2 separate regions of the Triticum aestivum genome follow, and region 2 is linked to region 1. The links are chromatin contacts, called in public Hi-C maps. All regions are on one chromosome and are shown on one strand. Each heading gives the region's core, a stretch centred on a gene start, on an enhancer-like site or on the middle of the called end of the contact. The rest is flanking DNA. Distances are from core to core; before and after follow the strand shown. Region 1 holds the start of LOC123136734. Region 2 holds the start of LOC123136736.

Region 1 (5,920 bases), core at 829-3,328:
GGTTCTCCGGGGTGGCGCATACAATTATTAGCTCTAGTTAAACATCGTTTTTCAAAGGTAGACTTATCCTGGACGGGGCTCTGGCGCTACAAGAGATTGTTCACAAACTTCGGATCAAAAATCTACGGGGAGTCTTGCTAAAACTGGAGTTCATGAAAGCATATGATAGGGTAAACTGGAAGTTTCTACGCAAAGTTATGCTCAGGGAAGGTTTTGACGCTGGATATATTCATCGGATCATGCACTTGGTCTCGGGTGGCCAAACTGCAATGTGCATTGATCGAGAAGTGCGCCCTTCTCCTGCAATCTCAGATCTGACTTGGTGGGCATGCCTTTGCAGAAATCCTATCCTCACCAATGTGGCAGGTCATGTCTGCGGAGTGATGCCGCACTTGATCCAGGGGGGGGGGTCCATGCTAATCCTCACTAACACAGTAATATGTGCTTATCCAGACTACCAAGGTACTTGACTTTACATGCTGCCAGACAGAATTCACGCTGCCATGAACAAGCACCGCTCCCACTTCTTTTGGGAAATAGCTGGACTGAAGAGATCTTAGTCAATTGGCTGGCAGCGCACCACCCTAAAGTGGATCTGGAAGTTGTACCAAGATGACAGGAGCCTCTAGAAAGATATTCATTTCAGCTAAATATCCCGAGGCCTCGGATATCTACTTCTGCGTTGGGGCAGGGGGGTCTCAATTTCGGAAAAGCATCGACCGCATTAAATATATCTTCAAGCTCGGTGCTAAGCATGCATGCAGTTAACGACAGCCAACTGACGCTTTTTTCTAGATGGATTGGTGGCATGGTGCAAGCCCCTTGAAATACCGGTTTCCCCTGTTGTTTAACATTTGTTCCAACCCCTCGTTCACGGCTGATTAGGCATTTAGAGGTGATGGCTAACATATCCATTTTCACCGCTCCTTCAGCCATGATGAGCTCCTACCGTGGGAGGCGCTTCACTCAGTGATGGAGCAGGTTCAAATGGGTTCCATTGACAAATCCATGTCCTGGGCACTGGAACCTTCAGGGATTTTCTCGTCCAGGTCACTCTACTCTAGGATTTGCCAAGAAGTGGCTCACTTGAAGGATATGTGGAGCGTCGATCGCCTTTAAAGATCAAGATTTTCACTTGGCAACTTGCCAGAGATCGTCCCCCTTGTACTGACCAAATACTTAAGTATCACGGGCCGTCCTGTGCGTTGTGTGGTGAGGAGGAAAATGTGCTGCATATCTGTCCTGTCACCTTGCACATTTCATGTGGAGTGGCATCTGCCAGTTGCTTGGGTGCGACTGGGATCTGGCTAAATTTACGGGTTTCTTTGCTGTCCTTGAAGGCTTTCATACTGTTATTTGGCTTTATTAATGCATATTTTGTTTCGTCCAATTACTATGATTAACCGGAGCGTAACTATTCCTTGGATATCTTACAGGAAATCGGTCCGCAGATCCCTTAACACCAAAAGATCGCATCGCTCGTGCAAAGTCTATAGAGATTAGGCATGAAAGGTCAGAAAATGCAATGAAGCCTGATGCTCAACATAAGAAGTATACCCCTCGACCGGAAATGGATCTGATAGCCAAATGTCATCTTCTTCTGCACAAGGCAAGGGTTCAGGGGTTCACCGGGCTCTGAGAAATCGATTTTTTTTATACCGCATAAACGTGTTGGCTAAATCTCCATTTCGAAGTCATACTCAAACTATGAACGCGAAATAATGAAGCACGCAGCGGGAAAGAAAGAAAAAAGGTGGAGCGTGCCAACCTGCCTCCGGAGTTGGGCGTCGCGGAGCTTGCTCTCGATCTCTTCGGCGGTTGCCGGCGCGTCGGCGCTTGACTCACGCGCCTGGAGGAGCCTCCTCCTGATCCGCCGCGGCACCCTGGCCACCGGCGAACCCTCTTCCGCCGGTATGTCTAGTGCCACCGCCTCCGGTACCGTCATTCGCTCCGCCCGCCGATTCCTGCGCAGAACAGATTCCGCCGGAGATCGCACGAATTCGGCCGGGGAATCGGCTGTCGCCGTCGTTGCTGTTGCTGCTCTTTTGGGACTGAAATCCGCAAACCAGCCTTCCACGCACACACGCGGGCAAAAGAAAAGGAGAATGAGAACACCACCGTCGCCAAGATTCGTGCACGATCCGACGGGACAGAAAATCAGCCTGAAGCCAAATAAAAAACAGATGGCTGGAAATTAAAAGCATCTCCAACAGCCGCGCTGAAAAAACACAGATTTTTGCGCGCGCAGCCGCTCCGGGCGCTCCAGCGAAGGTGCAAAAAATGCGCGCTGCATAAGTAGTTCAGCGCGTGGGGCGAAACGACATCGCGCGCCGCTTATTTCGTGCGCCCGCTTCCGCGCGCTACACACTCGAGCGCCTCGCCGCTTTCTCCCCGCCCATACCGCCGCCGGCGAATTCGCCCGATGGACGGCAGCGCCGACATCCCCCTCACCTCTTCCTGCCCCCGCGACCCCTCCGCTGCCGGCGCCGACGCAAACCCTAGTGTGGGGAGCTTTGGCTTCGCCTCCGCCGGTGCTCCTCCAAGCACCGGTGTCGCGTGCGGCCTTTTCATGCCGTCATGGGTGGACGCATGTCTTCCGGTGTGCCTCACATACGTTCGCATGATGCCGTTGGAGATCTTGCCAACATCTTCCGAGCTTCCCATGATGAAGCGGCGCAACACAATGAAGAAGAGGGGAAAGAATCGTCTTCGAAGGATGAAGAATCGGAGGAAGAGGAGGACGAAGACAAGGATGATACATAATTATTGACGTACCATTTGTTTGTGTGAACTTTTATGTCATGAACTTGGTTGCATGATTTTGAACTTGGTTGGATGATGATGTGATGTGGCATGATTTTAAACTTTTACGTCACGAACTTGTATGGATGATTTTAAACTATGCTATATCACCATATTGTCTTCAAATTGAACATATTACAAAACGCCGGCTGCTCGCGCGCGCTGTAGTTTAGTGCGCTAGAGCGCCGCGCACGCGTATTTTTTGGCAGCGGTTGCTAGAGCCAGCACTCCACTGCGAGCAAAACCTGACCATTCCGGCGCTGTAAACTGTTTTTTAGCGTGCCGCGTGGTACGTCCCGTTGGAGATGCTCTAATGAAAGTTCTAAAACTGTTGAGAACCGACATCAATGAAGCGGCTTTAGCGAATCGTTGTTAGGAAACGTAGTTAGCGGTTATTAGTGTCCAAGCATCGTACGGACGCATCTGTCCGTACAAGCGCCTCTTTGTACAGACGCCTTCACAATGCGTCCCAAATCTTATATAAATATGTGATTCTCAATCAATGGAAGTATCAGATCATTCGTACAATCACTTTTATCTTTACACGTTATCAGCACTGCTCTGCCGAAAGAGAGATAGTGCCATCACCGGGAAGGAAAAGAAAAGGTAGGTCATGGCAGGGAGAAACCTGTCATCTGCGGCTTTCGCTTTCGCTCGCTTTATCCAAAGAGAGAGCCGTCGCCTTTCCCGCACTCCTCGCCACCGTGCCGCACGTCGCCGTCATGGCCTTGGTGTAAGGAGCGGCCCACGTCGCCGCTTCTTCGCCTGGAACCACCGCCAGAACCGTCGCCGTCATGGCCTTGGTGTAAGGAGCGGCCCACGTCGCCGCTTCTTCGCCTGGAACCACCGCCAGAACCGCCGCCGTGGATATGCACGCCATGGCAACCACCCTGTGCACCAGGCTGGGCCTTCCGCCACGGCCACTACTGCAAATGGAGAGATACCTGCAATGCACCAGGCCGGGCCTTCGGCTCCGGCAGTCGCCAACGAGTACGTCGGACACGCGACTACACCAACTGTCTTCTCCATCCCTCCGATGGAGTGGTTGCTTGCAGGGCCATCGGCGCCGTTTCTCGGAGAAGAGGAGATGTTCCCTTGTGAACTCGCGCCGCCACCACTGCCCCCGTACTGCCTGCAGCACGAGTTTGGACCGTGCCCAGCGCGTACGGGCGCACAACCGCGGCTGCCGTCACCGACGCCGTCGGATGAACTGCCGGAGCACTTCTTCCCTCCTGGATACGGTCCTGTCCCGGATCTCCCGTCTCCGACGCCGGCAGCAGTGGAAGTCCATGCCTACTCCACCGTCCCCGATCTGAACATGGCCATCAAGAAGAAGAAGAGGAGATGAAAGGACAGGGCTCGTCGTCGACGCCGCCGCCGCCTCATTCATCACCGGCGACACCACCCCTGCCTCCAGCGCCACCCCTCCCTCCCACACCTCCACCGGAGGCGCGTCGGATACTGCGGCAGTTCGCCGCGGCCATGGCGCAAAACCGCGCAGCCGTCCGGGGCGCGTGGTCGCCGGAGGCCCTCGGCCTCACCGGCGCCCCCGGGGCGTGCAGCAGCGGCGGGGGTCGTGCGGAGATGCGGGGCACACCCCGCCTCCCTTGAAGACGACGCCATGAGCAGAGAAGAGACGGTGTGGTGAGGTGTTGTGCCAGATCAAGCAGAGAAGTGGGGAACGGGAGAAGCGGCGCTGTGTGGGAAACCCTCGTGCGTGCTATCCTTATCCTTCTCTCTGTCGGTGCATGGGCCAGCCCAAGTCACGTACGTTCTCACCAAACAGGCCTACAGGCCAAGAAATCCAATAAATGGCTGCTGGCGCTGTGTCGTTTCCAACAGGAAATAGCCATAGTGTATATATTGTACAGCAGCTTGTTCTTTCTATATGAGATTAGTATTTTATTGTATTAAGAACCTCTGCTTATCATATTCAGTACTGTATTATAAGTGTGAATATTTAGACTATGTATCGTCTAACATAAAGTCTCAGACTATGTGTACATATTCTATATGATTGCTTCAGCATTTTTTTTAGAATATGTAATTCTTAAGTACAACAATTTTATTTTACAATTCAAAATTTGGGATCACAAGGCAGATGAGGCATCTACTGCACTTTGCAGATTACCCTCATCGCTGAAAGATCTACATTTTGCCTTTTCTATTTTGGCAAAATGACTATCTTCGAGTGCTCTCCCAAATATACGAAATTGATGTGACTACCTCGAATTTTATACTTGCAAATCACAAGGTAATTGTGTGATCTACTGCACCAAATTGCAGACTATCCACTCTTGTTGTAAGGTCTACATCTAGTATTTTGACAGATGACTACCTTCAAAGTATTTTTGTAAAATGTAGTATGACACAAGGTAATGGACATATGAACATCTACTGGTCAAAACCAGATTATGCTCTCCATTACTGTGAGATCTACACCGCAATGGTGACTATCTTCAAAGTGCCATATACATAAAATGAGGTCTACACATATAAGTATAAAGCATTAGCTATACTTGAAAATTTTGCTTCTTCGAAGCATTTGTTGTACTTATATTTTACTCTCATAGTAAAACTAAAATTATGCATGATAATACCATGCAGGAAATGGCTGGCGTCATGAACAGAGAATTTCATGAACTTGAACTAGATGGTAGTAACTATTTACCATGGGCTATGGATGCAAAGATAGCCCTTGAAAGTCGTAAACTCGGTTCCACCATCATCACACCCATTGAAGGCGCCGGAGAAATCCCCACGGCAGCCAAATATACCGCTTTAAGTTTCTTAAGGCACCATCTCCATCCGGACTTAAAGTCGGAATATTTGATGGAAGAAGATCCACTAGTTTTGTGGAACTCTCTCAAGGAGAGATATGACCAACAAAGAGCAGTTATGCTGCCAGAAGCACAGAGAGAATGGTCCCTCATAAGGTTCCAAGATTTCAAATCTGTGGCAGCATATAACTCTGCAGTTCACAAGGTTAACTCAAAACTAAGGTTTTGCAATCAAGCAATTTCCGAAGAAGACCTTATTGAGAAGACCTTGTGCATTTTCCACCCCTCAATGAGAGTACTACAACAGCAGTACCGTCAACAAAAATACAAAAAGTATT
Region 2 (5,872 bases), core at 2,706-5,205, 180 kb before region 1:
ATGCAGAAATTGAGGGCGTTCTATCAAGAATACCTCCGAGGCGCCGGCTTCATCCTGCGCGGCTGCGTGAGGATGTCCTCCGAGGTGTCAGAATGGGTAACCTGGGTTGGCACGACCCGTTGGCATAGGCCTTGCGCAGTTTCCTGCGGACCAGAGGGTGCTCTTCCTCCTTGGCGTCCTCGGACGCCACCCCTTTCCTCTTCGGAGAGGGCACTTCCTCCTCCACGCCCTCTTCCACCTCCTCTTCCTCCTTGCCCCCTCGTGGGTAGAGGAGGCGTGGGTGTCTTTAGACCTAGCCTCTGAGGGATCTCGAATGCGCAGGTTGCCCTTCCCCTTCGGTCCCTTCAGCTCCTTGGCCGGAACTACGTACAACTTCTCGACCAAGAGTGCCCCAAGATGAGGAGATCTTGCCTCCTTGGGCAGCGGGTACTCGATACATCATCATCAATACAAGCAAAGCAACATGTAGGGTATTACCTCTTTGAGAGGGCCTAAACCTGGATAAATACAGTCTCCTTCATTCCTGTTACCCATAGATCTGAAATCCATAGCTCGGGACCCCCTACCCGAGGTTTGCCGGTTTTTTGTACCGACACTCGTGTTGCACAAACACTAGGGGCGTGCTTGGTTACATTGCCAATCGAGCCTGGCCTGGCAAGCATGGCTCTAGTGAGCCGGTTTGAGGGGATGCAAGCAAAAAAAAACAGATGCACATAGTTTGGTTGCCTGCATGTACCTAGTTGCATGAGACAACCATTTTTGACCCGGCGTTTGGTTGCCCGCATTGCATTAGGCGCACATATGACATGGTGTTTGGTTGCAACCTGCATAAGGTGTTGTCACCACTTCTAACTAGTGATGACCTTACCACACACAATCTGAACATAGTGCCAGCTAGTTAAACAAATGATAGTTCATCCTAACTACTATCAAATGACAGTTCAAATTATTAAGAGCCATTGGCTAAATAGGGGATAGTTCATCGGTGTTGCTGCTACCAGATCTTCCTCTTCCTCTTCCTCTTCTTCTGCTTCTGCTTCTTCTTCTGCTGCTGCTGTCGCTTCTTATTCTTATTCTTATTCTTCCTCTTCTTCTTCTTCTTCTTCCTCTTCTTCAAATCCTGCACTTACATCTGTTAAGCCACATTGCCTCTGCCCACTCCAACCTTTTGTTCTTCCAAGCGTCATTGTCAAATGCCTCCACACCATGGTCGGAGCTAACAACATCATCAGGCTCGACCTCTTCCTCCTCAGGCACGTGTTCATCAAAGCCCCACTGGAGGATCCATTTATGCAGAATGCAACAAGTAAGAACAAGCTTAACCTGAGTGGAGTATGGGTGGAATGGCTTCTGATCCAGGATCTTAAACCTATTCTTCAGAGCTCCAAATGCCCACTCAACAGTTACTCTAAGCCTAGAGTGTCTGAGATTAAACAGCTCATGTGCAGTCCTAGGATAGTTCCTACCAGAGAACTCATTGAGATGGTACCTGGTTTTCCTGAAGGGTGGAAGAATACTCGACCGATATACATAGCCAGCATCTTCAAGGTAGAACTTGTCGTCAGGGATGTTGATCACATCAGGTCGACTCATGTTGTCACTGAGAATGTAGCATCATGCGCTGACCCCTCCCAGCCAGCCAGCACATATGTGAACTTCAGATCAAAGTCAACAGCAGCAAGCACATTCTGGCTTGTGTAGTGCTTCCTCCCCCTGTATGCTGCAGACTGTGACCTAGGAACTCTGGCAGTGACATGAGTACCATCTATTGCCCCAATGCAATCCTGAAAATGGTATCACAAGCCTGTGTTGGTGCTCAACTTGAACAATCTCCTACAAGCATATCAAGTCATGAAAAGTGTATATTGTCAATGCTCACCTTAAAGTATGGATACCATCTTGGGCTTCTGCGAATCTTGGGTGGAGTCTGGCCAGATGGTCTCTTGATCATCTCTCCTCTCCCCAATAGCAAAAAACACCTTTTTGAAGTACCTAGAGATGGTCTCCATTGATCTCTTGAACGTGTTGTGAATTACCATGAACCTCTGGTTATGGCTAACAACATGGAGAAACATGGCCACTTCCTCTTCCACACTGGTGTTGATGTTATCTTGTAGCAGCCCCCTGCTCCTGAAGGTCTCGACAAGCCTGGCAAATTGTGCTCTTTTCATTTGAAGCATCCACAGAGCCTCGACGTTATTGCAGTTGTAGATGTAGTTCAGATTTTGGATCCTCTCATGTTCCCGGATAAACAATGGACCATAGCGGATCAAAGGTCTCCTAGCACGACAGACAACTCTCTGGTGCATGAACATGACCCATGCCTGAATCACACTAATCAGTGTTGCTGCCTGAATTATCAGCCTCATCCATGCGTCCATAACCTAGACGATATCGACAATTCGTCCAGTGCGTAATCGATCCTACACCTAGCCTAACGGCCTAACCACCGACCTAACAAAGGGGGGAGGGGGTGCTGCTTACCGGCATCGGAGACGAGGACGTCTTAGGGGGGGCCATGGCACAGACAAGGTCGACTAGACGGTGGCCAACAGCAAGGGGAGTACCAGATCCGCCGCAAACTCCGCCGCCTCTTCCGCCGCCGCCGCCCCCTCTAGCGCAGATCTGAAATCGCAGCGGCCGACGGCGGTGAGGCAGTAGGGAAGAAAGGGGGGTAGTGCCTATGGGTGAGCGAGTGAAAGGGGGTGAGGCCAGATTTCCATCTCGCGCCATCCCCTCTCGCCCTCGCCTCGCACGCGCCCATGCGACCTCGCGCCGCACTCAGCCTGACTCGCGAGAAACTGTCGATCCAAGCGTTTCCAGCGAGCCAGGCTGTGGGCTGCTTTGAGAAGCGTGCGATGCAGGGCCAACAGTGAAACCAGGCAAGCAAACATGCCTCTTCCTTCCCGCGCGGGCCTGGTTGGGCTCGATGCGGGCAACCAAACACGCCCTAGGAGAGACACTGGCTTGATTGCTGATAGCATGTGGCGGACCCCCTACCTGAGGTCTGCCGGCTTTTGTACCGACACTCGTGTTGCACAAACACTAGGAGAGACACTAACTTGATTGCTGATAGCATGTGGCGGATCATGACAACATGTGGTATCTTGCACAACATGATCATCGAGGACGAGAGGGATGACCCGGAAAACTTACGGTTCCTCTACAATGGTGTCATGGTGGAGTCAAAACGTCGCCGAAATAGTACCCATGCATTCCTTTAAGCTCACCGAAGGATCAAAAAGCTCACAAGCAACTTTAAGAAGATCTTGTTGAGCACCGTTGGCACTTCATAGCACTTGATTCTAGTGTTTTTACCATGTTTTAGTTGGATTGTTAGTTCATTTGGACCGCATGTTGTGTTTCAATCTCAATGGTTAAGTTTAAAAACCTTAAATTTTGATATGTACTTGAAGTGTGTGTACTTGAATTCTCAAGTTTTGAATTAACATGGTTGTGGCAATATATGTTGAGACGAAGCCTGTGTGCAAAAATGGGAATTGAAGGGTGGGATAGGACGGGTAATTGAATTACGGGGATGGGCTAGAAATGCCCTTAGGTCTATTCCGAACCTAAGTTTGGTTCATGCCTGCTGAGTTGGAAATTCGAGAACAGAAATCGCGGTGCGGATGCCGTCCCGGCTGTATCGTGTGTCGATCGATCCTAAGCGCAACCACCATACTGGCTAGTTCCGGCGAGCTGAGGTCACAACAAAGATGCTCATCCAATATGGTAAACGGCAGTTGCAGTGGAGTGTTCCTCCTTCCGTGTGCTGGAGCCACTCTGGTCTGGGCTCAGTCTGGAAATCCAAGAACAGAAATAGATGATGATTCCTGGCGCGGCGTGCGTCCGTCCGTCCGTCCGTCTTGTACCGCCATCGATCCGCGACGCTGCTGAGGTACACATGGACGCGCCAACGGCCGCCGTTGCTGATCCAGACGCTGAGGTACTGGCTAGTACTAGATCACATCGTTTTCCAACGAACGCTCCGACGTGTAAGCAAGCGACGCTGCCGTCCCGTCCGTCACCCGGTCCATTCCCGTCCATGGTTGCGGCCCTTTGGGTGCAAGACTGCCTCCCCTCGACGCGCGTTTCTTGCGTCTCCTCCCCGCCGATCCGTCCCCGCGCACGCACCGCAGCAAACCAAAAAAGAGCCGCGATTTTTCCCAAAGAAGAATCCCCCTTCCTGTTCTTCGCCGACCGAGATCGCCACCCGCCCACCTTCTGTGGTCGCACCGGTCGCCATCCTCTCCGAGCTCTCGGAGTGCGTTGTCGCCGTCGCGTCGCTTGCGAGCCTGTTGCTTCACCCTCTCGCCTTGCTCCGGCTATAATTGAAGGTCTGGGGATTCTTGGAGGCTCTCCTTGCCCTATATTATGCGCCGGGCGGTGGCAGTCGAGCGTTGACGGCTAAGAAGTGACTGGTGAGTGAATTCTTAGGGGGGGACGGGAATGGCGCGAGGCGTGGCGGCAGCGGTGGCGGCGTTGGGGGTCGTGGCGGTGCTCTTGACCGCCGCCGCGGCGAAGGTCTGCACGAACACGTTCCCGTCGTCGGATTCGGTGGCGACCCACGCGGAGCGCGCGGCGGGGCAGCTGCGGCTGCCTGCCGGCCCCGCCGCCCGTGGCCACGGGCACGGGCACGACCACGAGCAGCACCTCACCCCGACCGACGAGTCCGCCTGGATGGAGCTCATGCCGCGGAGGCTCCTAGGCGGCGGCGGCGGCAGCACCCCGCCGCGCGAGGCGTTCGACTGGCTGATGCTCTATCGCAAGCTCCGGGGCGGCGGCGCCGCCGCCGTGGACGGCCCCGCGGGTCCGTTCCTCTCGGAGGCGTCGCTGCACGACGTGCGGCTCCAGCCGGGGACCGTGTACTGGCAGGCCCAGCAGACCAACCTGGAGTACCTGCTCCTCCTGGACGCCGACCGCCTCGTCTGGAGCTTCCGCACGCAGGCCGGCCTGACGGCGACCGGCACGCCCTACGGCGGGTGGGAGGGGCCCAACGTCGAGCTCCGGGGACACTTCGTCGGTGCGCCGCCGCCACAATCTTTCCCTGCTCATTCGCACATGCCAGTCGCTCATCTCAACTGAACTTCTTTTGGCCTGACGCTGTTCTTTGCATTGCAGGGCACTACCTGAGCGCCACGGCCAAGATGTGGGCGAGTACGCACAATGACACCCTCCGTGCCAAGATGTCGTCCGTCGTCGACGTGCTATACGACTGCCAGAAGAAGATGGGCACAGGGTACCTGTCGGCCTTCCCGTCGGAGTTCTTCGACCGCGCTGAGGCCCTCACTACTGTTTGGGCTCCTTACTACACAATTCACAAGGTATACAAAATGTTTTAGTCTCTACTCCTTCAACATGTAAATCATTGTGTTGAGTTGTGATCTGGATTCTGTGATCCGTATCCCGTGTTCTGTACTTCTATTCTGTGTGATTCTCTAATGCATTGTCTTGCTGCGTCTGCAATTTTTTTGGTTTGTAGATTATGCAAGGGCTTCTTGATCAGTATACAGTGGCTGGAAACTCCAAGGCCCTTGAGATGGTTGTGGAGATGGCTAACTACTTCAGTGACCGGGTGAAGAATGTCATTCAGAAATACAGCATCGAGAGGCACTGGGCATCGCTCAATGAGGAGACTGGGGGCATGAATGACGTGCTATACCAGCTCTACACAATAACGGTGATTCACTGATTATGTGTAGTTTGTCATCTGCTTTACTATTTTAAAAGTATGTTTTGAATGGAGTTCAGAGTTGCTTATTTCTCTAACTTGGACAGGATGATCTGAAGCATTTGACTCTGGCCCACCTCTTTGACAAACCGTGCTTTCTCGGTCTGCTTGCAGTCCAGGTCTGCTCCCTTGATTCCCTAG

The links. Hi-C and Micro-C count contacts between places; a contact is called where the count stands out from the background.
Region 2: a Hi-C map of leaf shows a contact between it and region 1, with 4 times the contacts expected there. The contact joins the promoter of LOC123136736 here to the promoter of LOC123136734 in region 1. A contact is called at or near these places in 2 of 5 Hi-C or Micro-C datasets (both in leaf).

The regions. Positions count from the first base shown.
Region 1 is chr6B:233,176,387-233,182,306 of IWGSC CS RefSeq v2.1, reverse strand. It overlaps LOC123136734, which reads right to left and starts at 2,078. Exons shown (of 10, transcript XM_044556216.1): 1 at 1,769-2,078. The coding sequence starts at 1,945.
Region 2 is chr6B:233,361,889-233,367,760 of IWGSC CS RefSeq v2.1, reverse strand. LOC123136736 reads left to right here and starts at 3,955. Exons shown (of 12, transcript XM_044556219.1): 1 at 3,955-5,023; 2 at 5,122-5,324; 3 at 5,483-5,680; 4 at 5,779-5,850. The coding sequence starts at 4,450.